2 separate regions of the Hordeum vulgare genome follow, and region 2 is linked to region 1. Evidence: chromatin contacts called from public Hi-C data. All regions are on one chromosome and are shown on one strand. Each heading gives the region's core, a stretch centred on a gene start, on an enhancer-like site or on the middle of the called end of the contact. The rest is flanking DNA. Distances are from core to core; before and after follow the strand shown.

What was found. A called contact is a pair of places that touch in the nucleus more often than the background predicts.
Region 2: a contact with region 1 is called in a Hi-C map of leaf, with 4 times the contacts expected there. The contact joins the promoter of LOC123425725 here to the promoter of LOC123425721 in region 1. A contact is called at or near these places in 3 of 6 Hi-C or Micro-C datasets (leaf and seedling) and 1 of 1 datasets of contacts at active chromatin or transcription factors (embryo).

What each region holds. Positions count from the first base shown.
Region 1 is chr2H:174,370,368-174,376,710 of MorexV3_pseudomolecules_assembly, forward strand. It overlaps LOC123425721 (equilibrative nucleotide transporter 3-like), which reads left to right and starts at 4,784. Exons shown (of 10, transcript XM_045109430.1): 1 at 4,784-5,032; 2 at 5,861-5,940; 3 at 6,047-6,151. The coding sequence starts at 5,899.
Region 2 is chr2H:174,523,097-174,529,363 of MorexV3_pseudomolecules_assembly, forward strand. It overlaps LOC123425725 (cytochrome b6-f complex iron-sulfur subunit, chloroplastic), which reads right to left and starts at 4,630. Exons shown (of 4, transcript XM_045109434.1): 1 at 4,465-4,630; 2 at 3,984-4,325; 3 at 3,677-3,859; 4 at 3,309-3,572. The coding sequence starts at 4,506. The coding sequence ends at 3,471. LOC123425724 reads left to right here and starts at 990. Exons shown (of 1, transcript XM_045109433.1): 1 at 990-2,696. The coding sequence starts at 1,137. The coding sequence ends at 2,261.

The DNA.
Region 1 (6,343 bases), core at 3,534-6,033:
TCCCAAGTGACTCAGAGAATATAGCTATGCCTCCCCGGCAACGGCGCCATAAAAAGGTCTTGATAACCAACAAGTATAATGGATCGCAATAATTTTCGAGGGTATAGTATTCAACCCAAATTTGTTGATTCGACACAAGGGGAAGCCAAAGAATATTCTCAAGTATTAGCAGTTGAGTTGTCAATTCAACCACACCTGAAAGCCTTAGTATCTGCAGCAAAGTAGTGTGATAGCAACAGTAACAGCAGTAGCGGCAAAGTAACGTAGCAAGGACCAGTAGGAAAAACTCATAGGCATTGGAGCGGTGATGGATAATTATGTCGGATGGTATTCATCATGCAACAGTTATAACACGGAGAGATATGTAACTAGCTCCAGTTCGTCAATGTAATGTAGGCATGTAATCCGTATGTAGTCATACGTGCTTAGGGAAAAGAACTTGCATGACATCTATTGTCCATCCCTCCCGTGGCAGCGGGGTCCTAATGGAAACTACAGGATATTAAGGTTATCCCTTTAATAAAGAACCAGACCAATGCATTAACACTTAGTGAATACATGAACTCCTCATACTATGGTCATCTCCGGGAGTGGTTCCGGCTATTGTCACTCCGGGGTTGCCGGGTCATAACACATAGTAGGTGACTACAACTTGCAAGATATGATCAAGAACACACATATATTGGCGACAACATAATAGGTTCAGATTTGAAATCATGGCACTCGGGCCCTAGTGACAAGCATTAAGCATGGCAAAGTAGTAGCAACATCAATCTTAGAACATAGTGGATACTAGGGATCAATCCCCGTCAAAACTAACTCGATTACATGCCAGATCTCATCCAACCCATCACCGTCCAGCAAGCCTACGATGAGATTACTCACGAACAGTGAAGAGCATCATGGAATTGGCGATGAAGGAAGGTTGGTGATGACGATGGTGACGATCTCCCCTCTCAGGAGCCTAGAACGGACTCCACATCTGCCCTCCAGAGGAAGAACACGAGGTGGCGGCGCCTCCGTATCGTAAAACGCAATGAACTCTTCTGCTTGATTTTTTTCGAACGAAAGGGACTAAATAGAGCTGGGATTGGAGGCGGTGGAGCAACGTGAGCCCCACAAGCCTGCTAGGCGCGGCCAGGGGGCCCGCGCCTGGTGGGCTTGTGGGCTCCATGCTCCATTTCTTCGGTTGATTGTTGCGCCAGTATTTTTTATATATTCCACAAAAAATCCTCGTAAATTTCCAGGTCATTCCGAGAACTTTTATTTCTGCGCAAAAACAACACCATGGCAATCCTGTTGAAAACAGCGTTAGTCCGGGTTAGTTCCATTCAAATCATGCAAATTAGAGTCCAAAACAAGGGCAAAAGAGTTTGGAAAAGTAGATATGATGGAGAAATATTAGTGGACCGCTTGGCAGTGCGAGTGGTCCGATGAGGAGTGCACGGCTCAGACAGAGTTGCCTGCACCTCCTTGAGGAAGGGAGGAGCCAGTCTCTTAACAGTGTTGGCATAGAAGGTTTTGAGCTTCGCAAATGCCACTGCTTCTTGACTAGTCATGCCGACCATGAGGGCCTCGAGTTCATGCTGCTTGTCCAATTCCAGATCTCCCTCCATCCCGTGCATGGTGCCAAAGGAGGCACGAGCATGAGGAGTCTCCCTCTGCTGACCCTCACGGTATAATTCCTCAATTACGATCGAGTGTGAAGTTGCCTCGCTCCCTGTATGAATCCCCTCAGGTGGGACCCCCACATGCTAATCCCACTAGGCATCTCCTCTTGGACGACTACACGTGGCCCCCCAGCTGTCTCTGATTGCGGCACCGGTTCGGGAATCACCACAAACTCTGGTCCCAGCACTAGCCCATGCAAGGTCACTGATGTGAGATTCTCCTCCGAAGCACGCACATGACTGAGGGGGTGTTTCTTTACAGGGACTTTTTGTTGTAGGGGCTAAAAAAATACCCTTTTAGTCCCATGTGAAAGAAGCAGGAGGGACTTTAGGGACTAAAAGGGGGGTATTTGGGACTAAAGGAAGAAGTCCCTATGGGAGGGTCTTTTGGGACTTTTTGACACCTTTTCCAATAGTGCCCCTACTTTTAGCATGTCATTTAATAACTTCTAGTACATTACTACGGGTAACGTGGTCTTTTTGCATGTCATTTAATGATCTCTAGTCCCTGTTTAGTCCCTGAAAACAAACGGGCAGGGACTAGGGACTTTTTAGTTGGGACTAAAAAAAGTCCTAGGACTTTTTAAAGAAACAGGGCCTGATTCCTTCACCCACCACGGTCTTAGCCGCGCCAGCCAGGTTGGTCACGCGCGTCTCGCGGACCAGCGAAAACCTCGACTGGGCCATCCAAAATAGTTGGGATTCGCGCATCAACTTCCTTCCCCTTGGCGAGCATGGCAGCCTCTAGAACTGGCTCAGTCATTGGGGCTTCACTTCGATGGGCATCATTTCCTGTTGGCTGCGATCCTGCCACGTTCTCCTCCCTGATAGGGCCACTCTCCAACCGTGCCACTAAAGTAGCCGGTGTCACTATCTGAATGCACTCCTGCCTCCCGGACATCGCATTGTCTCCACTTTTCGTGACTGCGGTTGGTTGATTTGAACTTGGGGATCCTCCTGAACCACGCACTGGTCCATTGGTAGTGGTCAAGCGGTCAAAAGCTGAGGTTCTGACCGAAAGGCTATCTTTGACGTGTAAAGCAAGCCCCATCGTTGACACCTCCGTACAGTCCTCCATGACTGGAAGGCGCCAGGCATCAACCGCTCCCCTCAACGACGGGCCAACAGCTCCGACACGAGCACGCCCCTGTCGTCACCCCCACGACGCACGTCTCTGATGCCAAACTGCCATGACAAGCGCACCGGAGCGCCGCCGGCAACCATGACACCGTTGATTCGCCCATCCAAAGGCACACCACTCTGCCAAGAACATAGGCTCTTCCCAAGCGCCATAGTTTGAGACCTTGTGAATGTGAATCAGAACCCTGTACTGCAGAAGAGTAGGCTCGAACAAAGGCACAACCAAACCCTGCTTCGGTCTGGCGAGCCAATAGAGCGAGGGAATGCCGTCAGGATCCGCCGTCCAAGATAAAAGCTTGAAAGCCGTGAGGTCACTCCTGGCGCAGTTCTCCGGCGCCACAGTGTCAACCATACATGAAGAGCCCAGCAGGTCCTCAGCTACACCACGATCTGAGGCATGCGATGGGATTCCCTCTAGAACCAGCTCAACCTTGAAATTGAATGCAGAGTGAACGACTTGGGCTTGGCGATTCCACTGCCTGAAGAATAGACGGATGCCACGGTGCTCGATGAAAGGCCATGTAGTGACCAAGTTGCGGTGATCCTAGCGGGAGAAAACGATCAGGAAATACTCCGGCCGGAAGGAGTGAAAGGAGGTCCATTCAGGCTCGATTCCGACCACCACCGTTAATGCCTCCCTCACGAACTCCAACATGATGTCATGCCGAGCACCACCCGCAAAAGCCACCATCGAAAATTGCAGTGTTTCCTCTAAGTCCGCCATGGAACGGGTGCGTCGGGCGATGCACATCTCTGATGGGGGCGAGTTCTTCATGAACCGCACACACGAGACGCGGGATGCACAGACGCGGCCATTCCTCAACCGCGCCGGGCACGAAGGCGGCGGAGGTGTCAGGATAGGATCCCTACCCACGGGGAGACATGACGGTGCCTTGTCCTGGCCAGTCACCCGAGCCGCCACCTCACGCTGAAGCTCTTCCTCCGTGGACGGGATGTGAGGCCATTTGCATTCCTTGGAGCCGTGTCTCGGGTTGCCTCAATGGAAGCACACCATGGGATTGGTACAGTCCATGCGAAAGTGCTCTTCCTCGAAGCAATGAAAGTAGAGGCTCTCCATCTCCGGCGAAACCTTGCTCCACTCGCGAGCAGGCGGAGCGCCGTGCATCGCGGACTCGCCAAATCAACGACGCCTCCTCCACAACTACTTCTTTGATGGCGACGGCTGCGTCCAGATCTACTGCACAGAAGCCACAACAGGCGGCGGTTCACGGACGGGATCCACCAACGACGGGGGGACGCGGGCCTTCGAGCCATCGGAGCTCGACGAGAGGCTGAGGCCCGATACCACCGACCGCTCCCCAGACCGACGGGAGGAGGAGGTGACTGAACACGGGCTCGCCGCCATGAGCACGAGCAGGGAGAAGGACGGCCCGAAAGGGAGGAGAGCCATCGGAAGATGAGGGATTTAGGTGGCCGCTGGGGTCGGAGTGACCAGCAGCGGGGGGTGGACACCGACGCCGGAGTGGCAAACGGCGGAAGGAGCATGCACGCTCTCGCTTGCACAAACCATCAACATTGAAGTGTGTTACTATGAGCGGAGCAATATATGAGTCTAAGGTCATGATTGTTGGGTTAAGAATTGTAGTATTTTTCTCATCCGTTGCAAGTTGCAACACACCGATCCCTTTTTAGTACTCCCGTCCTTACTAAATATAAGTTTTTTTTTAAATTTCAATAAAAGACTGCATACGAAGTAAAATGAATAAATCTATATTTTAAAGTATGTCTAAATATATTCGGATAGTTTCTTAGTAAAATCTTTTAAAAAACTTATACTCCGTATTTAGGAACGGAGGGAGAGTATTAAAATAATTCCACAGACCCGCTCCGGTGTGGACTCGTAGTGGGAACACGTGCAGGACAGACCGTCTGAACGGCTACGCCGTCCGACTTTCCTATCCAAATAAAGTCGTCTCCGTTTAAGATTTCTCCCAGATGGATGAACTCATGCGCCGACTGATCCCGGTGCCCGCACGTCATACACGTTAGCCTGAGGAGGATACTCAAAGATTCCCCCCAACGAGCTGTCAACGAAAGTTAAAAGATTCCCACGTAAATCTCAACTGACATTCGTAAATCTCAACAGCTACTATATATACGGCCGCACGGTCCACAAGCCCACACAGATCCCGCCTCCTCTCCACGCCCTTGGCCGCCACCGCCGGCCGCCGCGCGCTCCGTGGTTGCTCCTCCTCCCTCCGGTCAGTGCTCTGCTCTCCCGTAACCTGCCTCTTCTTCCCCGAGTTCCTCATCCCATCACAGCCTTCCTTTTTTTTGTCCTCCAACCCGACGGCGACGGGGTCCAACAAACGAGGCCGGCTGGTACTGGACTCTCTTGGATTGGTTTCTCTTTTTTTTTTTCGGCAAGTAATCCTAGTGGTTTGATTGGAGTTGGATGGGTTGTTATTTTCTTTCACGGGTTTCTTGGGGATCGATTCTTTCTTTTCTCCGGCAGCGAGGAATCATATATCCCAAATCAATGCGCTATTACTTGCCGAATTGGTTGCCGCGTGCTGTCCGTACTCCGTAGTCCGGCCATCATCGTTCGGTCGTGTTCGCACGAGGCCGATCTGCGTTCACTCCGTAATGGAGTTCCCAAAGAAGACCACCGCCGAGACGAAGATGGCACGGCTCCAATCCTGACGGCGCTAAATCGGATTCATGGCGTGAATTGGCCACTTTTTTGGTCTCGATGCCCGGATTCCTACTACTACAGGTGACTGGGGAATTGGTGCCCGTGAAGGTTCAGACTCCAGTTTTAGATACCTGCGGATTTGGACACTTCTATGAAGTCGGATACCGAAATTAGTTTCTTGTTTTTTTATAGAAATGAATTAGTTTCTTGTTGTGTCCAAGTGTCTAGCATATTGCAATGAACTGTGTCGTCGAGCCAAAGTCTTTGCTTGGGCTGCGCAGACGTCCACTTCTTTCTCTGAAACTCTGACGAACGAAATCTTCAGGTGTTGAAACCCAGTTTCACGCCTTTTTCAGTCCTGATTTCTGAACCAGTTACATACAACTCTTTGCAGTGCTGCCTGCTTTGATTGGACAGGTGAACTTGGTTATCATGGGCCTCGAGGTGGCAGGTGGCGGGGAAGCTGCAGTTAAGGTATTTTCTTTCTTTCTGCAAGTTCATCTGATGGTTATTGCACTGTTCTCAACTTTGATTTGAGTGTTTTGTGCTGACTGCTGCTACTTTTGGCTGTGTCTGGCAGGGGAAGTTCTGGGGTATAGTTGTTTGTTTTTTCTTGGGAAATGGAAGCTTATTTGCCTGGAACAGTATGCTTACTATCGAGGATTACTATGTCTCTCTGTTCCCGGTATGTGTTTGTTTGTGAAACTCACTTGATATTTTTGATTGAAATCTGTATGCAAAAATGTGTCTCGTCTCCTTTCTCTGAATGTTGCAATAGATTATTTAATTGATGATCTGAATGAAGCCAGTAGTACTTAGTAGCATAATTCTATCACTTCTTTCTATATAAGCTAAAGTGTCCTTCTGGATTTGCTTG
Region 2 (6,267 bases), core at 3,380-5,879, 150 kb after region 1:
TCGCGCGCCGAGCAGAGCAGTTGGCGCCTGTTGTGCGTGTGTGCCATGTCATTTCTGATTTCGTAAGCACAAAGCGAACGCAACGCGAGAAGCAGAAGAAGATTTGTTCGGAAAAAAAAGCAGAAGAAAAGGAAGAAAAAGTTACCCCTCTGGTGTACCGGTTGCATATTGGACGACGGCTCGTGCTCGTCCAGCCTTTTCGCCACGGCACGGTTCAGAATTTACGAGGTTTGGTGGAACGACGGGATCCCTTCCCAGCTTTTAGTTGGGAATATATTAGCAGCAGAAAAGATTGGGGGTACGGTACTGCTGCCGGCATTGGCGTCCATGTCGAGATCCGTGAGAGCAAGTACAATAGCTGCTGGCGTGTCAGGTCATTTATAGCTTACCTTGTAGTCAATATGTACAATAGTTCATTGCAAAAGTATACTACTTATTTATTGTATGGTTCACCTTTCATATTCATAAAATGTCTAGAATCACGTGCTAGAGCTGACTCTTAGCTAAGAGTCAGCTTACCTTCTCTCTCTTTTTCTCTTTCCTCTAACTAAATAAAAATATATTAGTTTATTCTTTATAACCGGCTGACTCAGCTCTATTATAAGAACGGAGCACTCCTACCAGGCCTGTCGTTTCCCTAGGGCTTTGTGCAAGATCAGGTGACGGAATGTCTCTCGGATCAATTATTTTGTCCCTTACCGGGTCCGGGTCTGGGCTCTTGGATCATCCATCAGGAACCCAAAGATGCGCCCCTACACCTACACATCGCATTCGCACGCGTTGGAGAAAAGCGCCATAGGAAAGTTGTAAGCGCGGTTTTCCCACTGGCAATGAGAATCACCATTTACCATAGCTTGAAAATTCAAAAATTCAAAATGCAGTAGTAGTAGCAGTAGGACGGGAAAGGAATTACTAGTGCTCGGGTTTTGGATCACAGCTAGCAAATGGGCCCAGCTTCGCCCGACCTACGATCCAACTAGAAAATCCGCCCCTGCTCTCCTCCCCACCCACATCTCTCTCCTCCCAAATCCCAATGCCCCCTCGCAATTAACACCTCCTGCGGCGGCAGACAGCCTGCCTCCACCCCCGCCCTGTCATCGCCCTCCGGCCTCCGCCCACGCCGCCGGCCGGCGCCCATGACGTCATCCGCGTCGCACCACCACGACGCCCCCTCGGCCACCTCCACCCCCCGCGCCGGGGCCGGCAGCACCGGCAGCAGCAACGGCAACGGCAACGGCAACGGCAACGGAGGCCACCACCCGCCTCCTCCGCGGGCGCAGGCGCAGGCGCACGGGGCCCCGTACGTGCGCCTCATGTGCAGCTTCGGCGGCCGCATCCTGCCGCGCCCGGGCGACCACCAGCTCCGCTACGTCGGCGGCGAGACCCGCATCGTCTCCGTCCCGCGCACCACCTCCCACGCCGTCCTCTTCGCCGCGCTCGCCAAGCTCGCCCCCGCGCTCTTCGTTCCCGGCGACCCCACTCCGGCGCTCAGGTACAAGCTCCCGCACGACGACCTCGACGCGCTCATCTCCGTCTCCTCCGACGACGACGTCGACAACCTCATGGAGGAGCTCGACCGCGTCCACAGCCTCGCCGCCACCGCCGTCAAGCCGCCCCGCCTGCGCCTCTTCCTCTTCGCCGCCTCACCAGATCACTCCTCCGCGGGCGCGTTCGGCTCCGTGCTCTCCGGTGTCGGCGACGCCTCCTCCGACCAGTGGTTCGTGGACCAGCTCAACGCCCCACCGCCCGGTTCGATCGAGCGCGGCCGATCCGAGGCCTCGTCGGTCGTCTCGGAGGTCCCGGACTACCTCTTCGGCTTCGACACTACCTCCGAGGAGCCCAGCCCCGGCGCGGGTGCGCAGCCCAAGTCTGACGCGGAGATGGCGCAAGGCGACGACGACGACGCGCCGGCTCCCGTGCTGGGCGCTCCTCTGGCCCCATACGTCGCGGAGAGCGCCCCGTGGCCGGCCCCGCCGCCACCGTACATGGCGCAGCCGGTGTACTACGTGCCTGTGCGCCCCGTCCACTACCTCGACCCGGCTGGGCACGGCGGCTACATGCCTGGGCCGGTTTACCACATTGTCGGTGGGGGGAGAAACCAAGCCCCGGGAGATCTCTACGCGTCTGGGGGCGCTGGTGCCGTCTACGGCGTCCCGCGGCCCATGCCGCCATTCCGTCAGGTGATGTACGCGCCGCCACCCGCCACGGAAGTCTACTCGGTGGAGGGGAAGCCGCCGGAAGGTGAGTCTCACTCTCCCTAGGCGCAAGGGGAGGAAGAGTCATGGCCGTGGTAGATTCTGATGATCGCATGGGCTATTCCTGGAGATGGTTAGTTCTTCTGATGATCGCTTATATCCGAGCCAAGATTTTTGCATTGCCGTGGTAAATGTTCACTGTTTCTGCTGGTTACTGTTGGTAGCTGTATAGATGAGGGAGGTGGAGGATGGATGGGTCATGGATATCACATTTTTCGTCGACTGAAATAGATTCTTGGATTGTTATTATGTGATGAGTACATTTGGTGTTATTAGTAATAGCAAGTTACTGTAATGTGGGACTGGATTCATATATATTCTACTAGAAGATTTTTTTTATCTGCGAAACACAATGTTTCTGCATTTTGTATTCATATGCTTGATGCTGGATGTATCATGGTCCATGAGTGTCCTATATATCTACTCTAGCTTTGATGCCAATGTTTGCGTATTTGTTTTGCTGGAAGCTTAATTTACTGAATCCATTCTAGCTTTCTCCTTATTATATGCCACAAATTTGGATTGCTTGCTTTTGATACCCATATTGTTTCATTTCTTCGTTTTTATACTTGATTGATGTTTATCCTCAGCAGCTATTTTCCTGGCATTACCAATCCTGGATGATTCTGTACTTAGAATGGCATATTGGCTTCTCTCTTCGAGTAGGACTAGGGAGAACGAATTAAAGTTCCATTGTTGACTTGATTCAAGAGGAAAGTGTCGTTTCTGAACAGAGAAGCTATGCCAGATACTCCTACTTGAGAGAATAGCCTCTAGAGACAGTGGCTCGTATCGTTTCCAGAACAGATCGACTCTGCATTGCCCTTTTGAAACAAATGCTGCAGATATGCCATCCTAGCTCTTTAACTATTACTACTACTTCCTTTGTTCCTACATATTTGTTGTTGGGAGAACTAGACTAATTCTCTCCAACAACAAATATTGGGGTGTCTAAATTCAGGAGATGTGTTTCAGGTTTGATCAGCTATGGAAAAAGTGTCTACGTCGTACCAGATTCTGAGTCCTCAAAATATGATACAACTACTACTTATATGCAATGAAAAGGTTTCTCTTCTTTCATAGACTGTATACATATAACTGGATACAAGAAACAGGTGCATTTATAGCAGGAGTACTCTTATAGCAGCGTTCTTAGGACTGGCAGGAGGCTTAACATATCACACGAGTGAGCTTTGCTGCCGGAGCTTGTGTCGCTTATTTCCACCACGGGTTCTCGCCGGTCCTGAAGTCGGTCTCCACCCATGGCACGAAGACGACCTTGCCGTCGTCGACGTCGGCGTGAACGAGGGCCAGCGACTGTTTCAGAAGAGCAATGCAGATCAGGTCAGCTTAGTTGGGTTCAGTAAGCAAAGCAATGGATTCTTCAGAAAGGTTCAGTTGGAAGGTCTTTGTTTTCTTACCAGAGGTGCAGGTCCACGGACAACCTTGCCCTGGTTGTTGTACTGGGATCCATGGCAAGGGCAGAGGAACTTGTTCTCGGCGGCGTTCCAAGGCACGACGCAGCCAAGATGCGTGCAGACGGCGTTGATCCCGTAGGTGGCGAGGGTCTTGTCGGACTCCACCACAAGGTAGGTAGGATCACCCTGCAACGACATCCACACGATTTCAGCAACTTACTCTGGGTCTGGGCTTGGGGTGATCCAGCAGCTGCATATACTATCTCTGAAGTCTGAAGGCTTCAGAATGGCCGTTTGAATCTGAAGGTACCTTGAGCCCCTGGGCGAGCGTGCGGTCGTTGGGGCCGTGCGTCTTGAGCCAATCCTCGACGAGGATGTCGTTGCCGAGCTTGTCCTTGGCGGCGACCCCTCCGGCGTTGCTCCCGGAGCCGGCCGGGACGAGGAAGGAGCCGTAGGGGACGAGCATGCCGAAGGTGGGGAGCGAGATGGCGCCCAGCAGCAGGAGGTTCATCAGCTCCCTCTTGCTCATGTCCGGGACGCGGTCCGCGGAGATGCTGCCGGCCATGCATGTGATGTTCCTCGGGATGCGCTCCCGGCCGAAGCCCAGGCCCTTGACGGGCTTGCATAGCGAGCTCGCACGGGTTCGGCAGAGCTGTGCACCAACATGTTCTCAGCAACTCTCGCACACCCAAACTACGGCACAACAAGAACAAAAAGGAACAGGAATCCACCGAGAAGAGAAGACGGAGAGATGAGACCGCAGCAGGAACAAGGAATGAATTGCTGGTTACCTGGGTGGGGTTGGAGGCGGTGGAGAGCGCGGTGGAGGCCATGGTGGCTGGCTGCTACAGGGCGGAGAGGACGATCGAGCGAGCGAGCTAGCACTGCCTGTGTCCACCACAGGCTTGCAGATGAGGCACGGGTTATATGTCCCTGCGGGAAGTGGAGAAGAGGCGGCCGGTGATTGGTTGATGCGCAGCAAACCGGCTCCGACAACCACATATTGCGTGCCTTGTGGGTGCCTTGGCTTCCACACGCCCCCGAGCAGACTTTACATGGCCTTATCGGCACGGGGACTTGCGCTCAAACTCAGCAGCTTGCTTCCTCTACTTCAAAATACGGTCACTGAACTTGTCTTAGGGTTCACATACGGTCCTGATACAATTTTGGCTACGTATTTGTTTATAAATGGCGCTAGTCAAGTGGACATAGTAACGTTGATCGAGACACGCAGCCAAAACAGATTGGATACACAGAGATTTAAATATATTTTTTTGCAAAGTGGACACAACTAAAAGTACCCCTCCCCCACCTGGCCGGGCCTCGCTAGCTAGCCCGCTAGACCACACCAGCTCTACCCCTTGCTCTCTCCTCCATCGCCGCTCTCGAGGTGGTGTTCTCCATCGCCCATGAGGCGAGCAACCACGCTTGTGACGGCGACATGTGGAGCGACGACGTCATGACCTCGTCGTCGGATGCCGACCCGCTACCATCTGCATCGTTTGGGAGGGGCATGTGTGATCGTCATGTCGCTCCAACGCGACAGTTGGATGATGTGTTGCCTCCTTTGTATGGTACGTCGACCTTCATCACCTCTTCGTCGGCTGATTGGTCGACTTCTTCCTCGGGGAAGGAATGTGGGTAGGGTGCATTGGCACTAACCTGATAGGGTTTTGAAAGCACATATGTTCCCCTAGAGTTTTGATAATTCCTCACAACATACATTATCTTTTGAACTAATAGTTTTATCTAGTTTATTTCAAATTGAGTCCAAAAAGTTGCGGTGGTTGGGAATTGTGAGGAGGATCCCCAAGAAGGAAAAGAAGAAGAGGATTGGCAAAGCTTGAAGCTTCAAAACTCTACATTTCATATTTATGTGAGAAATAACATTTAAGTCCATAGAAAAGCCATTACTATTAAAAATGGATGAAGTATATGTGATGATCTGGTTGCTCAAAGTACTTAGAGATTAGCCACCAAAACCATCAACATTTCTCGCACAAAATATTCTGTTCAAAACCCTAAAGTCAGAATCGGTGCCACCAACATTTCCATATCGGCCACACCGAGTTTTCCTTAAACAGAACCCAAAGCCAAACCCTAGAAAATCGGTACAACTGAGATTCGCTTCGGTACAGGTCGTACAACCGAAAACAGTGACCACCTTGTTGGTGTCCATTCCTTGGAACTGCCCAGGCCAACTGAATCGGTCTCACCGAGATGCTTTGTACCGGTCTCACTGAAAAGCCAAAAGTTAGAACATTTTGTACTAGTCGGTGCAACCGTGTTTTTACTTCGATTCTATCGAGTTGGGCAATAATGTTGTAATGGTTGGATTTTTGGAGTTGACTATATATACCCCTGCACCTCCCTCTCACTCGCAGAGAGAGCACTCAGAACAAGCAAATATTCCACCATTCATTTTCTAAAAGAGAACCACATACTCATGTGTTGAGATCAAGATTTTCCACTCCAACCATATGAAACTCGATTTCTAGCCTCCCCAAGTTGCTTTCCATCCAATGAATATCTTCTACCAAGCCAAATTGTATGAGAGAGTGATTGGGTCTTGAGGATACTATCTTTTGAAGCAC